Regions from separate parts of the Sus scrofa genome. Here region 1 is linked to region 2. A link is a contact called in public HiChIP or PLAC-seq data. All regions are on one chromosome and are shown on one strand. Each heading gives the region's core, a stretch centred on a gene start, on an enhancer-like site or on the middle of the called end of the contact. The rest is flanking DNA. Distances are from core to core; before and after follow the strand shown. Region 1 has its middle 35 kb from the start of MTUS1. Region 2 overlaps PDGFRL (platelet-derived growth factor receptor-like protein).

The links. HiChIP or PLAC-seq counts read pairs in DNA pulled down with a chosen protein or histone mark.
Region 1: an H3K27ac HiChIP or PLAC-seq map of skeletal muscle shows a contact between it and region 2. The contact joins two enhancer-like sites. A contact is called at or near these places in 5 of 47 Hi-C or Micro-C datasets (embryonic fibroblasts, skeletal muscle and subcutaneous adipose tissue) and 1 of 2 datasets of contacts at active chromatin or transcription factors (skeletal muscle).

The regions. Positions count from the first base shown.
Region 1 is chr17:5,539,132-5,546,028 of Sscrofa11.1, forward strand. No RefSeq gene overlaps it. Among named protein-coding and RNA genes, the nearest start is that of MTUS1, 35 kb to the left of the region's middle. Within about 2 kb of position 1,825, at least 2 of the 83 cell types and tissues checked have an H3K27ac peak or open chromatin away from gene starts, as enhancers often do. A contact at or near this core is called in skeletal muscle, where this site is marked.
Region 2 is chr17:5,295,168-5,301,768 of Sscrofa11.1, forward strand. All of the region lies in intron 2 of PDGFRL (platelet-derived growth factor receptor-like protein), which reads left to right. Among named protein-coding and RNA genes, the nearest start is that of PDGFRL, 20 kb to the left of the region's middle. Within about 2 kb of position 3,859, at least 30 of the 83 cell types and tissues checked have an H3K27ac peak or open chromatin away from gene starts, as enhancers often do. A contact at or near this core is called in skeletal muscle, where this site is marked.

The DNA of each region.
Region 1 (6,897 bases), core at 575-3,074, 240 kb after region 2:
CTGGGAATTTCCATATGCCACAGATATGGCCATATAAAGAGGAAGGAAGGAAGAAAGAAAGAAACAGAAGTTACAACCAAAATAAATGAAGCTGTTGCTTGATTATGGAAGGGTGTTTCAATTACCTGGGAAGAAGGGAAGACACTAGCCCTTCCTTATCAGCTCCTGAGAAGATGAAAGAGGGAACATACCTGAGGCACAGTCAGTCCCCAGTGACTGACTTTGTCCCCAGGCCCACACACACAGCCTCTCCGAAGACCCTCAGCAGCCTGAGGCAGAGAATGCTAAGCACTGGTGAGGCGTCAAGGTCTAGGGAGTTCACTGGGCTGGTTTCTTAGGGAGCAGGCACTAAAGACGGGAGAGGAAAAGGCCTTATTCACCTAGGACCTGATCTGTAAAGAAAGTTGTCTCTGGGTGGTGGTCTTTGCCACCATAAGTCTGCAGGATCAGCAAGGTCATGCTTTTTTGTTTGTTTGTTTTTTGCTTTTTAGGGCCACACCTGCAGCATATGGAAGTTCCCAGGCTAGGGGGCGAATCAGAGCTGTAGCTGCCGGCCTACCCCACAGCCACAGCAATGCCAGATCCAAGCCACAGTTCATGGCAATGCCAGATCCTTAACCCACTGATGGAGGCCAGGGATCAAACCCGCACCCTCATGGATACTAGTCAGGTTCATTTCTGCTGAGCCACAACAGGAACTCCAGCAAGGCCCTGCTCTGAATTCACAGCATGATCCCAGGTGGAGAGCAGCAGGGGCAGACCCATAAAGCGGCCATGGGCAATTAGACAGAGGCAGTCAGGCCTGGTAGAACCACACTGTGCAGGTACAGAGAAGAGGCCCAAACTGTAGCCAGTTCTGCAGACAGTGGCCACAGGGTCTTACCAAGATGACAGAACCCAGGTCACAGCCACGCTATGAAGGGGCTCAAGTCTGTACCCTCTTTCCTGCCAAATTTATAAATACCAATGCTAGGAAAAGCTAAAAAGCATTTTCATATCCCACCACTGCTGGAACTTCTTTCCATCAACCACTTCACAAAATCCCCTCCTAATGCGGAAGAAATCTTCTTATGTTTCTTTCTGTTACTTTAGGAAATATGAACTAAATATTTTTCAGGTAAAATATATAAATATTCATTGTAAAATATTTATTTATTTATTGTCTTTTTAGACCTGTGGCATATGGCGGTTCCCAGGCTAGGGGTTGAATCAGAGCCGTAGCTGCTGGCATATGCCACAGTCCCAACAACTCAGGATCTGAGCCTCATCTTCGACCTACACCACAGCTCACAGCAACGCTAGGTCTTTAACCTGCTGAGTGAGGCAGGGATCGAACCCACATCCTCATGGATACTGGTTGGTTTCATTAACTGCTGCGCCACAACAGGAACTCCGTAAAATATTTAAATGTTTATATTATAAGTCATTCTCTGGCCCCAAAAGTGTTCCCTGCTGAGGACTTGCTACATCTTAGAATGGAAGGCTGTGTTTTGGCTTGTTTTATTTATGGATTTCGGAAAAAGAGAGTAACTAAAGCTGATCAAATAGACCATCCTACACTTTACCAAAAAAAAAAAAAAAAAAATTTTTTTTTTTCTTCTTTTGCTTTGGGCTTGTGACCAGCATGGAAAAGTTTTAGTCTCTAAATAGACTCTTTCAGGAAGTTTTGGATGATGGTGAAGGATGGTATAAAGAGAGATGTTGTGACACCCTAACTTCAGCCTTGATGAATAGTTCCTTATGCAAAAACTACAGTGACTCGTGGGCTTCAGGGATCCGGTCTTTCATTAAATTATGAGACAAGGAGAGTGACAGCTGGCATTCATGTCCCCTTGGCAGGCGGTCCAGCTCAGGCTTGCTGACTGAAGGAATGAGTGTGGAGAACTCACCAGTTGTCTAACATCTTGGCTCAGGCATCTGGTCTTCAAGGGGTTCCTGAAGGATTTGGGGAGCACCCCTGATAGCCATCTGCATGCTGCAGTCATCACCAAGTGCTGCTTCTTTACACTGCTTCAGAAAAATGTATGAGACTATAGATCTGAACTTGTCACAATCACACTGAGGTTTGTCCTGGAAGATTGTCCTTGAAATAAAACTAAGATGCCAAACTGCTCAGCTTCTCTGAATGAGAAGTGGTTTTTTTCGTTGCTTTTTTGTTTGTGTTTGTTTTTGTCTTTTCGCCATTTCTTGGGCTGCTTCCACGGCATATGGAAGTTCCCAGGCTAGGGGTCTAATCGGAGCTGTAGCCACCAGCCTATGCCAGAGCCACAGCAACGCAGGATCCAAGCCGCGTCTGCAACCCACACCACAGCTCACGGCAATGCTGGATCTTTAACCCACTGAGCAAGGGCAAGGATCGAACCTTCAACCTCATGGTTCCTAGTCAGATTCGTTAACCACTGAGCCACGACAGGAACTCCCCGAGAAGAGTGTTGAGGGGTCTCAAATGTTCAGGGAAAACAGGTTTGTTTACCCAACTTATTAAAAAGTAAGTGGCCTGGGGTGACAGCTTGATATTAAAAACAGTCTTGAAAGAAAAACACATGGTCCTCCTAAACTTCCAGTTCCTCTGAGTTACACATCTTACCACATGCAGACTCACAAACAATATGCAGATGTTCTTTGAACATAGGTTTCAAAAGATCCCTATTTTAAAAATTTTCTTAATCATATTCACCAAATTCTCTATATATTCTGAAAGTTTTCAGAATCATTCTTTTTCTGGTCCTATTGATCTTTCTCTTTTTTTCTTTTTTGGCCACACACACAGCATATGGAAGTTCCTGGGCCAGGGATGGAAATCAATCACTGCTATGACCTATGCCACAGCTGAGGTAATGCCTGATCCTTAAACCACTGCCCCAGGCTGGGATTCGAACCCACACTGCAACAGAGCCAGAGCCAGATCCTTAACCCGCTGGACCATAGCAGGAACTCCCCTACTGATCTCTGAGTCAATATGGTACTCCTGGAGTTCCCCTTGTGGCACAGCAGAAACAAATCCGACTAGGAACCATGAGATTGCAGGTTTGATCCCTGCCCTCACTCAGTGGGTTAAGGATCTTGCATTGCCGTGAGCTGTGGTGTAGGTCAAAGACACGGTTGTGGCTCTGGTGTAGGCCTGCAGCTACAGCTCCGATTAGACCCGTAGCCTGAGAACCTCCATAAAAAGACAAAAGACTATATATATATATGGTACTCCTGTTAAGATTTTACTTTGATTTGGCATCATTTTGTATAATCATTGCCTAGATAAAATTCTGTCAGTTTTTGACTTTTCAGCAAGTTTTTTTTTTTTTTAGTATATGATTTCCTGCTTCTTCAACATGAGTGATTATTTGAGGATATAATAATCCTTCAAACTACAACTATTAGAATAGGACAAAAGTTGCAAGGGAATGATTTTCCAACAGTGAACTACTTAGCATTGTTTCAGATTTAACGTTTTTGTAACTAAAGAAAACTAAGTTGTTTTTAATCTATTTTTAAAACTAATGATTGAAAAGCTATCTATAAGGGAACTTCTTTGAGGAGCATACGATTTTTTTTTTTTTTTCTGATCTTTTTTTAGGGCTGCACCCACGGCATATGGAAGCTCCCAGGCTAGGGGTCGAATTGGATCTCTAGCCACTGGCCTACACCACAGCCACAACCATGCCATATCCGAGCCGTGTCTGTGACCTACACCACAGCTCACAGCAACACTGGATCTTTAACCCACTAAGCGAAGCCAGGGATCAAACATGCATCCTCAGGGATGCTAGTCAGATTGGCTTTCCAATGAGCCACGATGGGAACTCTGGAGTACAGGATTCTTAAGAATCTCAGTTGGTTAGTTGGTCACCAGGAAAGGACAGCGAAGCCTTTATAGTTCGCTGACTTTCCTGAGGTCTCATTTTACGTTTCAAGACCTCTGTCTTCTAATATCACTCAGCTGAAAAGAGATACAGTAGGTGTAATCAAAGGAGAAGAGTAAAAGAGAGGAAACAGCTGGCATACGTTAACCACCTTTAAGAGCTTAAAAAACCACCTGGGATTCCAAAGAATCATGACATGCGTGATAATTCCTAAGCATAATCATTCTTTGGTGAGAGAAGCCACAGAAGAGACGCAAGAGTGAATATATATCCAACAAAAGGGTCTCTGTTTAGCACCCGGAAGAAAAAAAATCAAATTACCCCTATGTCTAAACAGTAAGGTCATCTTCCAATGAACTCAAAAACGTAATACTTCTAAGATATACTCCTGGCCCCATTCCAATTACTATATGACCTTGAAGAAACTGCTTTTGAAGTTTTCTGTGTCTATAAAACCTGGATACTAGTACTATCTGTCCCAGATGGCTAGAATTGGATGAATTAATTAGTTCAAGCTGGAAAGGTCTTTGATAATGTTCACTGCTGAATATTCTTATTGTTAAGGGTGCAGGTGGAGGCAATGTGACAGCCCATCTATAATTAGAAAGGCCTAGAAACTGCAAATGGTGCCAACACCCCAGGAGTTAAGTGAAGGAGACAATACCCTGTGTCATTTTCTGCCTGAGACAAGCGGCTTGTTATGACTGAATGCCTAGGTCCCTCTTTCATCCTCTGGCAAAGGTTGCAGCTTGTCGTGAACATGCCCACCAGAGAGTGTAGTTTTTACTGGGTGTAAGCTTTTGAAGGCTGTGTTATAAATAAAGTGCTGACATTCATTAAAACACAGTCTCAGGATTACATGCTTGTTAATTCATTTGAGTCGAGAGTATAAAAAAGTCCTTCCCCAGAAATACCTGTCATCTGAAAAATGCAGAAAATTTCACCTAAAAAACGAAGGGAGTTTCTTTTGTGGCTCAATGGTAACGAAACTGAATAGTAGTATCCATGAGGATTTGGGTTTGATCCCTGGCCTTGCTCAAGATCTGGCAAGGATCTTAAAGGATCTGGCATTGCCATGAGTTTGTGGTGTAGGTCACAGACGAGGCTCAGATCTGGTTTGCTGTGGCTGTGGCACAGGCTGGCAGCTGTAGCTCCGATTCGACCCCTGGCCTTGGAACTTCCATATGCTGTGGGAGCAGCCCTAAAGAACAAAACAAAACAAACAAACAACAACAACAAAAAAAAAAACAAGGAAGAGGTCTAAAGCTTCTTTTAGAGCTTTCCTTTTCCCCAAAAAAACAAACCCTGTAGCATATAGCCAAGTGTTATGTGGAACCCAAATACATAAAATAGATAAAAACAGCTGTGTCAGATGAAAAAAAGAAAAAGGGAAGCTTTCATAGCTAAACATTAAACCATCTTCTTTATTGCTTGGAGTAATGTCCTATCTGTTGAGTTGTCATTTTCCCCAAATAATTTTGTGCTGGTAAAACAATAGATTATGTACTATACAGATGGATCTTGATTTTATGGTTTGCAGTCTTTCTGAAACTATACATCTTGGGCAAATTGGTGAAGCTGGTACTTTCAAGAACAACCCCTCTTCTACCTTTTCTCTTTTTTTCTTTTTAGGGCCACATTCACGACATATGGAGGTTCCAGGCTAGGGGTCAAATCAGAGCTGCAGTTGCTGGCCTACGCCACAGTCACAGCAACTCGAGATCTGAGCTGCATTTACAACCTACACCACCACTCACAGCAACGCCAGATCCTTAACCCACTGAGCAAGGCCAGGGATTGAACTTGCATCCTCATGGATACTAGTCAGATTCGTTTCTGCTGTGCCACAATGGGAATTTCTCTTCTACCTTATCTTAAAGATACTGTATATTTCTTGGTGGAAACTTTTTTTTTTGTACGATGTCTGGCATTTAGCATTATTGCTTTACATTATACTTTGCTTTCTTGGCCACAGTATATAATTACCTGATATAAATAAAAGTATATTTATGTTTCAGAAAGTGGTAAAGTTTAATAAATAATTCTCTAATGGTAAATTTTCAGAGAGATTTTTTTTATACTGGGGTCTTCCTGATGTTTTGACTTCAGGTAAACCAGTCCAATTTCCTTCTCCCACATTTAAACTTCTCAAATGACCTATCCTCTCTAACTGCTATTATTTCCTGCCCTATGCCTATTCTACCCACTAGTCTATTGAAATAGACTCTTCTGTCTTTTTAAGGCATTAACATTCTTTTTCATTCCTTCTGCATTGAAAACTATTATACTGAGATTTATGTAACACTATACTTACTTAGCTCCCCTCCTACTTCTCTGTAAAATCATTTTTTTCTCCTTTAAAAGCTTTTCTTCTTTTGATCTCCTAATTACATGAGGTCTTCATGCTACTGCTTGAGCAAAATAATACCCATATCTAAAATTGCCTCTGGTGCTCCATTATTTATTCCTCCCCAAGATCTATGGAACACCATTCCCACAAGACTATATTAAAAAAAAAAATCAGGAGCCATGGCACTTCTTTTGCCCATACATTTTAGCGATTATAAAATTAAATATTCTCCTTCATTATTTTACTTTCAGAGAGAATAACTGCACAACACAATTCTGGCCATTAAGGCCTAAGCTGAAGCCCGTTGACCCTACACGCTTCTTTCTGCTTTCAGCATGGCCTCGGAGCAAGAACTGCAGCAATGGCTTATGATCTTGAAGAAAGGGCAATGTGAGCTGCAGGGGTATCAGCTTCCATGTTGCAGAGCCCAGAACCGAGGCCAGCAACCTCCTACCTCCTGAGTTCTTGTTACATAAGATGAACAAATCCCTGTTTGTCTGGACCTCCAAATCAGGTGATTTATATTTTGCAGCTGAACCACTCCTAATCAGACATAAAATGCAACAGCGGTTCCCCCTCATCTGTGGGGAATACATTCAAAGACCTTCAGTAGTTGCTGAAAACCGTGGTCAGTATCAAACCCTATATAAACTGTGTTTTTTCCTGTACATACATACCTATGATAATGTT
Region 2 (6,601 bases), core at 2,609-5,108:
GTGCCATTAATTTGTCACCTCACAAGTACCTGGCAAAGCTGAACCTATTTCTCTAGAGAGCTCACTTTTTATCATTTCTTAAGCCTCTAAACGTCTTCATCTCTCTCACCTTAGCTAATGCAGTTCTCACCTAATTCACTGAGAGATAAGAGACCCAGAACTGCCTTAATGTCCTCCTCACATGTCCTCCTTCCCTGCCCTCCTACTGACAGTGGAGGAAGGCTCTTTCCTCTTGATGAAGCCCTCTCAGAAACTTAAGGCATCGGTTAAAGCCTCCTTGTTCTGAGTCTTCAACCTCCCCTTCTCAAGGGCTTCCTTTCCATAAGTCTCCCTATTAAGAAACCCCACCTGGGCCTCCACATACCCTCCAGCACTCTCTTCTTCCCTTTATAGCCAGGCCTCTTAGAGGAGTCTTTTGACTCTCAGGCTCTCCATTTTCGTTTCCTATTCACTCTTCACCACCCCACCTGACTCCCACCCCAGGACTCAACCTGCTTTTTATCACCAAGGTCAAGATCGCTCAATACAGAGTTCTCTTTTCAGTCCCCAAGTGGCTGGCCCTCTATGACTATTCAGTGGAAGGAACCCACCACCCCCACCCCCAACTTCCACCACACCATATTCTGGATGGATGGCTGGTACAAAGTGACAGACTGATGGGTTGCAGTGTTAAACTCTGGCCTTCTGGTTCCCCATGTAGAGTTGCTGCCTTGCTCGGGTATGCCAGGCATGTCAGGTGGGAGACACTTAGACTGAAGGACACTCTTGGCTTAATTAGGTAGTAGCTTTAGGGAAGAGACATTTTGTCCTTCTCCGCGCCCCCCCCCCCCGCCTTTTCTTTTTCCCTCCTGTCTTTCTGTCTTTTTTTTTTTTTTTTAAAGCTCTTTGGATATAAGACTAACACATCTGATTTCCAAAGTTAAGGTTCAAAAGGGAAATGAAAAGAATAAATTTTCTAGAGTGGAGCCTTTGCTTCCTGCTGGGGTACCTTCGAATTGAGAGTAGTTGAAATTTCACATTGCCTTAGGATAACTTTATGGATATCAGAACGTTGAAATGTGACACTGGGCTATTGAGAAAGGAGAACTCTGTTGGAGGACCATAAATGACCCCTCATCCTAAAAGGTGGACTTTGACCACCCCAGAGGATGGAGCCAGATGATGTGTGCTCTCCTGCTTCTTCCGGGACTCCCCTTCTGCACCGCTTCCTTGGGACTGGCAAACCCAGGTCATGAGAAGATCCACTAGGTGGCAGCTTCGAGCTGTGCTACAATTGTCTTCCTTTCTCCAGGAAAAGAAACTTTGCAAGGAGGACAGATTAGGTAAAATAATTGCACACTTTGTGCTTTCATACACGTTCTTCCATCCTTTTAGGCAGCTCAGCGGCCACCATTTCAAATTATATCTTAAACAATAAAGAATTCAGTTTCCCGGAGTTCCCACCGTGACGCAGAGGAAACGAATCCGACTAGGAACCATGAGGTTGCAGGTTCCATCCCTGGCCTCGCTCAGTGGGTTAAGAATCCAGCCTTGCCGTGAGCTGTGGTGTAAGTCGCAGACGCGGCTTGGATCTTGCGTTGCTGGGGCTCCAGCAAAGGTCAGCAGCAACAGCTCTGATTAACCCCCATCCTGGGAACCTCCATATGCCGTGGGTGTGGCCCTAAAAAAAGGACAAAAGACAAAAAAAAAAAAAAAAAGAATTCGATTTCCCAACAAATATGTATGGGGCAGGGTGGGGGGGGGGAGTTGTAATTTATCCCACAGGGAGGATAAATTCATTGATATCTCTGAGTCCTGAGTTGGAGGAATGTGCTGAAGATTCTGTATTTCCAGGTGCTGAAACTGATTCAGATTTTAATTCTCACCTCAGTCCATCCCAATCACATAGTTCTCCCCCACCTCCTTTTTTTTTTTTTTTTTTTTTTTTTTTTTGGTCTTTTTGCTATTTCTTGGGCCGCTCCCGCGGCATATGGAGGTTCCCAGGCTAGGGGTCGAATCGGAGCTGTAGCCACCGGCCTACGCCAGAGCCACAGCAACGCAGGGTCCGAGCCGCGTCTGCAACCTACACCACAGCTCACGGCAACGCCGGATCGTTCACCCACTGAGCAAGGGCAGGGACCGAACCCGCAACCTCATGGTTCCTAGTCGGATTCGTTAACTACTGCGCCACGACGGGAACTCCCCCCCTTTTTTTTTTTCACTTTTTTGGCTACCCCTGAGGGATGTGGAAGTTCCCAGGCTAGGGGTTCAATCGGAGCTGCAGATGCCAGCCTACACCACAGCCACAGCAACATGGGATCCGAACCGTGTCTGCGACCTACACCACAGATCACAGCAATGCTGGATCGCCGACCCACTGAGCAAGGCCAGGGATCAAACTCTCAACCTTGTGGTTACTGGTTGGGTTCGTTTCCACTGTGCCACAATGGGAACTCCTCTCCACTCTCTTTTAACATCAGAAACTGCATATAAACATGTATCTATATAGATATGTATATATATGACACTATATATATGACAATAGTTAATTTACTAAACGTTGTTTCCCGGCTCCTCTGCCCACATACTCCCGCCTCTGCCCTCCCTTAATTATTCTATTCCTTTTTTCCAACAGTTATTTTTTTCACCCATGATAGTCAAGTTCCCATCCTAGGGTGATGCTGGAGATGCGATGGTGACCGAGATGGACACAACCTCTCTTCCCACAGAGCTTTTAGTCTTGTGGGAAGACAGATTATTAGCTAAGCCAATTTAACGTATAGCTGTGTGAGTGCCTTGCTAGAAGGAGTACAGGATCTGGAAGGAGAAAACTCAAGCTAATACATGAGAGCTGGGAGTTAACCAGGAAACAAAGTGGGGAGGAGAGGAGTGTAAGAACATTCCAGAAGGAAGGAACAGCATGGGGGTCTTCCTCTGAGATGGAGTGGCTGTCACCCCTGGAGCACTGAGGGTGTGTGGGAGGGGGTGGGGTGGCTTGAGTCAGGGGAGGAGACAGGAGGTGACCAAGGAGAGCGGTTGCTGGAAGATGAGGGGCAGTCAGACCAGGGAGGGAGGGCCTGTTAGCCACACTGAGGAAGTCAGAGTAAAAAATCCAAGGGCAGTTGCGATACACTAAGAAAGTACAGAGGGCCACACACACAGCATGAGGGCTGTAACCCCTCACTGCCTTTAGGAAAAGGCAGCATCACTGCCAAGTCTCAGGTGGACCCACTCTCCATGCACCCCATGCCCACTTTCCACAAACAGGGGTCCACAGACCTCTCCCTGGACCTAACATGTCTTTGCAATGTGTATCTTTTAAATTTTTTGCTTTTATTTTGTTGATAATATAAAAAACATTAATGTAAGAATGTTCTGGAAGTTCCCATTGTGGCTCAGCAGTAACGAGCCTGACTAGGATGCATTAGGACTAGTGTTCAATTCCTGGCCTCACTCAGTGGGTTAGAGGATCCAAGCTGCCGTGAGTTGCAGACACGGCTTGGATCCCACCTTGCTGTAGCTGTGGTATAGGCTGGCATCTGCAGCTGCAATTGGACCTCTAGCCTGGGAACTTCCATATGTCTCAGATGTGGCCCTAAAAAAGACAAAAAAAAAAAAAAAAAAAAAAAGAGAGAGAGAGAATGTTTTGCACCAGTTTGCACCATGTGATCAACACCATCCATTTTCCTCTTCTCTGGAAACATTTTGTTTCTTCAATCTCATCATAACATACTCCCAGAAATTAGAGCAGAGGAATTCTTGGCACGAGATTGAGCCAAGGAAAAAGATAAGAAGTAACTTAGAATAAGTGTTCTGGATGGTGGCTCAAATATAAATCAGTGCCGGGTAAGAAGAGGGAGATGCTGGAGAGTGAAGCGAGCAAGTTGGCAGTGTCACAGCCGTGAAAACAAGCTGGCTGCTGTGCTCATAAAGAAGCCTGGGCTGCTCCCTGGAAAATCAGGTCCAGATATCGTCTTTCAGGATGTTTCTGGGGCCTCGGGTGGGATGTTAGTATTTTTCAGTCAAGAAATGTTAAGTTCAGAGGAGTGGGTGGAGCGCAGGAGATCTCTTTGATGGCTGGTTCCTCTGAAAACAATAAATAGCTTCTCAAAACAAGGGAGGGCAAATGGGTTTTCGTTTGGCTGCAGTTGGCAATGGCTTACTCCACCCACAGACACACAAAGGGAGGGTGGGCCGAGGAAGCAGACAACGGGCTCCAGGCCAGTCCAGTCCTGACTCCCAGAACCCCAGAGGAGGGGGTCCGGGGGACCTTTTAAAAGAACAGAGAAAGATGTTGAGAAGTGTTTATGATAGAATCTGCACAGACTTTGGTAAACATTGTCCGTCTTAACTTTGGTGTTGTACTGCGGAAGATACCCTTTTCTTTTTCCTTCACTTTTATTTTATTATTTTTTGTTTAGCAAACAAAATGTGATGTTTGTTTGGTAACCACCAAATTTACCATTTTAACCATTTTCAAGTGTGCAGTTCAGTGGCAGTGAGACATTTGTATTGTCATACAGGTGTTTTTAAAATTCAAACTCCGTTTCCTTCAAAGCTCATTTTACTTGATTTTCTGAGCCGGACGTACGAAGACGTTGAGTTCCATGAAAATCTTTGGTGCCCTCCCTTTGTTTTTGTACTTACCTGGAGGTGCCCTTGGGGCCCAATTTGCCGTGGGAAATTGAAAGTCTATGCTTCAGCCAGACTCTGATATTGACCTTCAAATGGATGTCACCCCCAGAAAACAATCAGGTTAAAAATAAATAATTTATCCCGCCCTGAAGGTAGAGCTTTCTCTTTCCAGACCCAATGGCACCAGCGCCAGAAGTGCCAACGTCTCCCAAGAGGTGAATTGGTGAGTGAGACAGGATGCAGGACGGGTGTTCTAGCTGTTCCCACAGCATTCAGGTTGCAGAAAAACACGGCCTGTTCCATTCAGGACGTGAGTTGTGGGAGAGGGAGAAATAATAGGAACAGCCCCATAGCTGTCAGGATAGAATGAGGTCATGCAAGTGAAGCATTGGCACATGCACTGAGACATCTCAATAAAGATGAGCTGTTTTTACTCACAAGACTGTACCCAAAGGAGGGAAATCACAAGAAAACAGCCAGGTTTGCAAGAAATTTTGTTTGTTTTTTGCCCAAGGCTGCAGCATGTGGAAATTCCGGGAACAGGAATGGAGCCCATGCCACGGCAGTGACAGTGCCAGATCCTTAACCTGCTGTGCCACCAAGGAACTCCAAAAATTTTATTATTTGTTTTGTTTTGTTTTGTTTTGTTTTGTTTTGTTTTGTTTTGTTTTGTTTTGTTTTGTTTTATTTTATTTTATTTTATTTTATTTTATTTTATTTTGTCTTTTTGCTATTTCTTGGGCCGCTCCCTTGGCATATGGAGGTTCCCAGGCTAGGGGCTGAATCGAAGCTGTAGCCACCGGCCTACGCCAGAGCCACAGCAACGCAGGATCCAAGCCGCGTCTGCAGCCTACACCACAGCTCACGGCAACGCCAGATCCTTAACCCACTGAGCAAGGGCAGGGATCGAACCCACAACCTTCTGGTTCCTAGTTGGATTCGTAACCACTGCGCCACGACGGGAACTCCAGAATTTTATTTTTTTAAAAAATTGTTTCAGACATATATTGCAGTCTTGCACAAACTCTAGATGTCCGTGATACTGTGAAGTGCTTACTCATAACCAGGTTAAGGGTCCCGTGATGTAGCTGTCCCCACATCCAGCTGTCCCAGTCAGCTAGTCATCAAAGTGGGAAAACAGGTAGAAGTACATTACTGAGTTTTGGAGAGAGAATGTTTTCTGCTCTTACTTTAAAAGAAAGTTTTGTTAACCAAAATATTTACTTTCTTGAGCATTCTTTTAAGTCCAGCTTTGGTTATCCTAGATGTGTTTCACTGCATTAAAATACAGTAAGATAATGATAATAAAGTCAAGTCAATGCATTAAACCAAAGATGCTATAGGAATGCCACAAACTTTTTTTTAATTAAATTTTTTTTTCAATTTTATTGTGGTGTAGTTGACTTACACTGTTGTGTTACTTTCAGGTGTAGAGCAAAGTGAATCAATTATACCTATACATATGTCCATTCCTTTTCAGATTCTTTTTCCATATAGGTTAGTACACAGAATTGAATAGATTTCCCTGTGCTATACTGTAGGTCGTTTTTACTTACCTATTTTATATTTAGAAATCTTTGAGTCTATTTCTTTTTTTGTGAATAAATGTCCTGTATCTTTTTTATTAGACTCTACATTATTAGTCATCTCATGTATTTGTCTTTCTCTGACTTATTTCACTTAGTACAATGATCTCTAGACCCATCCAAGTTGCTGCAAATGGCGTTATTTCGTTCTTTTTAATGACTGAGTAATATTACATTATATATATGTACCACGTCTTCTTTATCCATTCCTCTATCAATGGACATTTAGGTTGCTTCCATGCCTTGGCTATTGTAAATAGTGCTGCAGTGAACATTGGGGTGCATGTTTCTTTTCAAATGATGGTTTTCTTTGGATAGATGCCCAGGGTTGGGATTGCTGGATCATATGGTACTTCTATATTTAGTTTCTTAAGGAAATGACATACTATTCTCCATAGTAG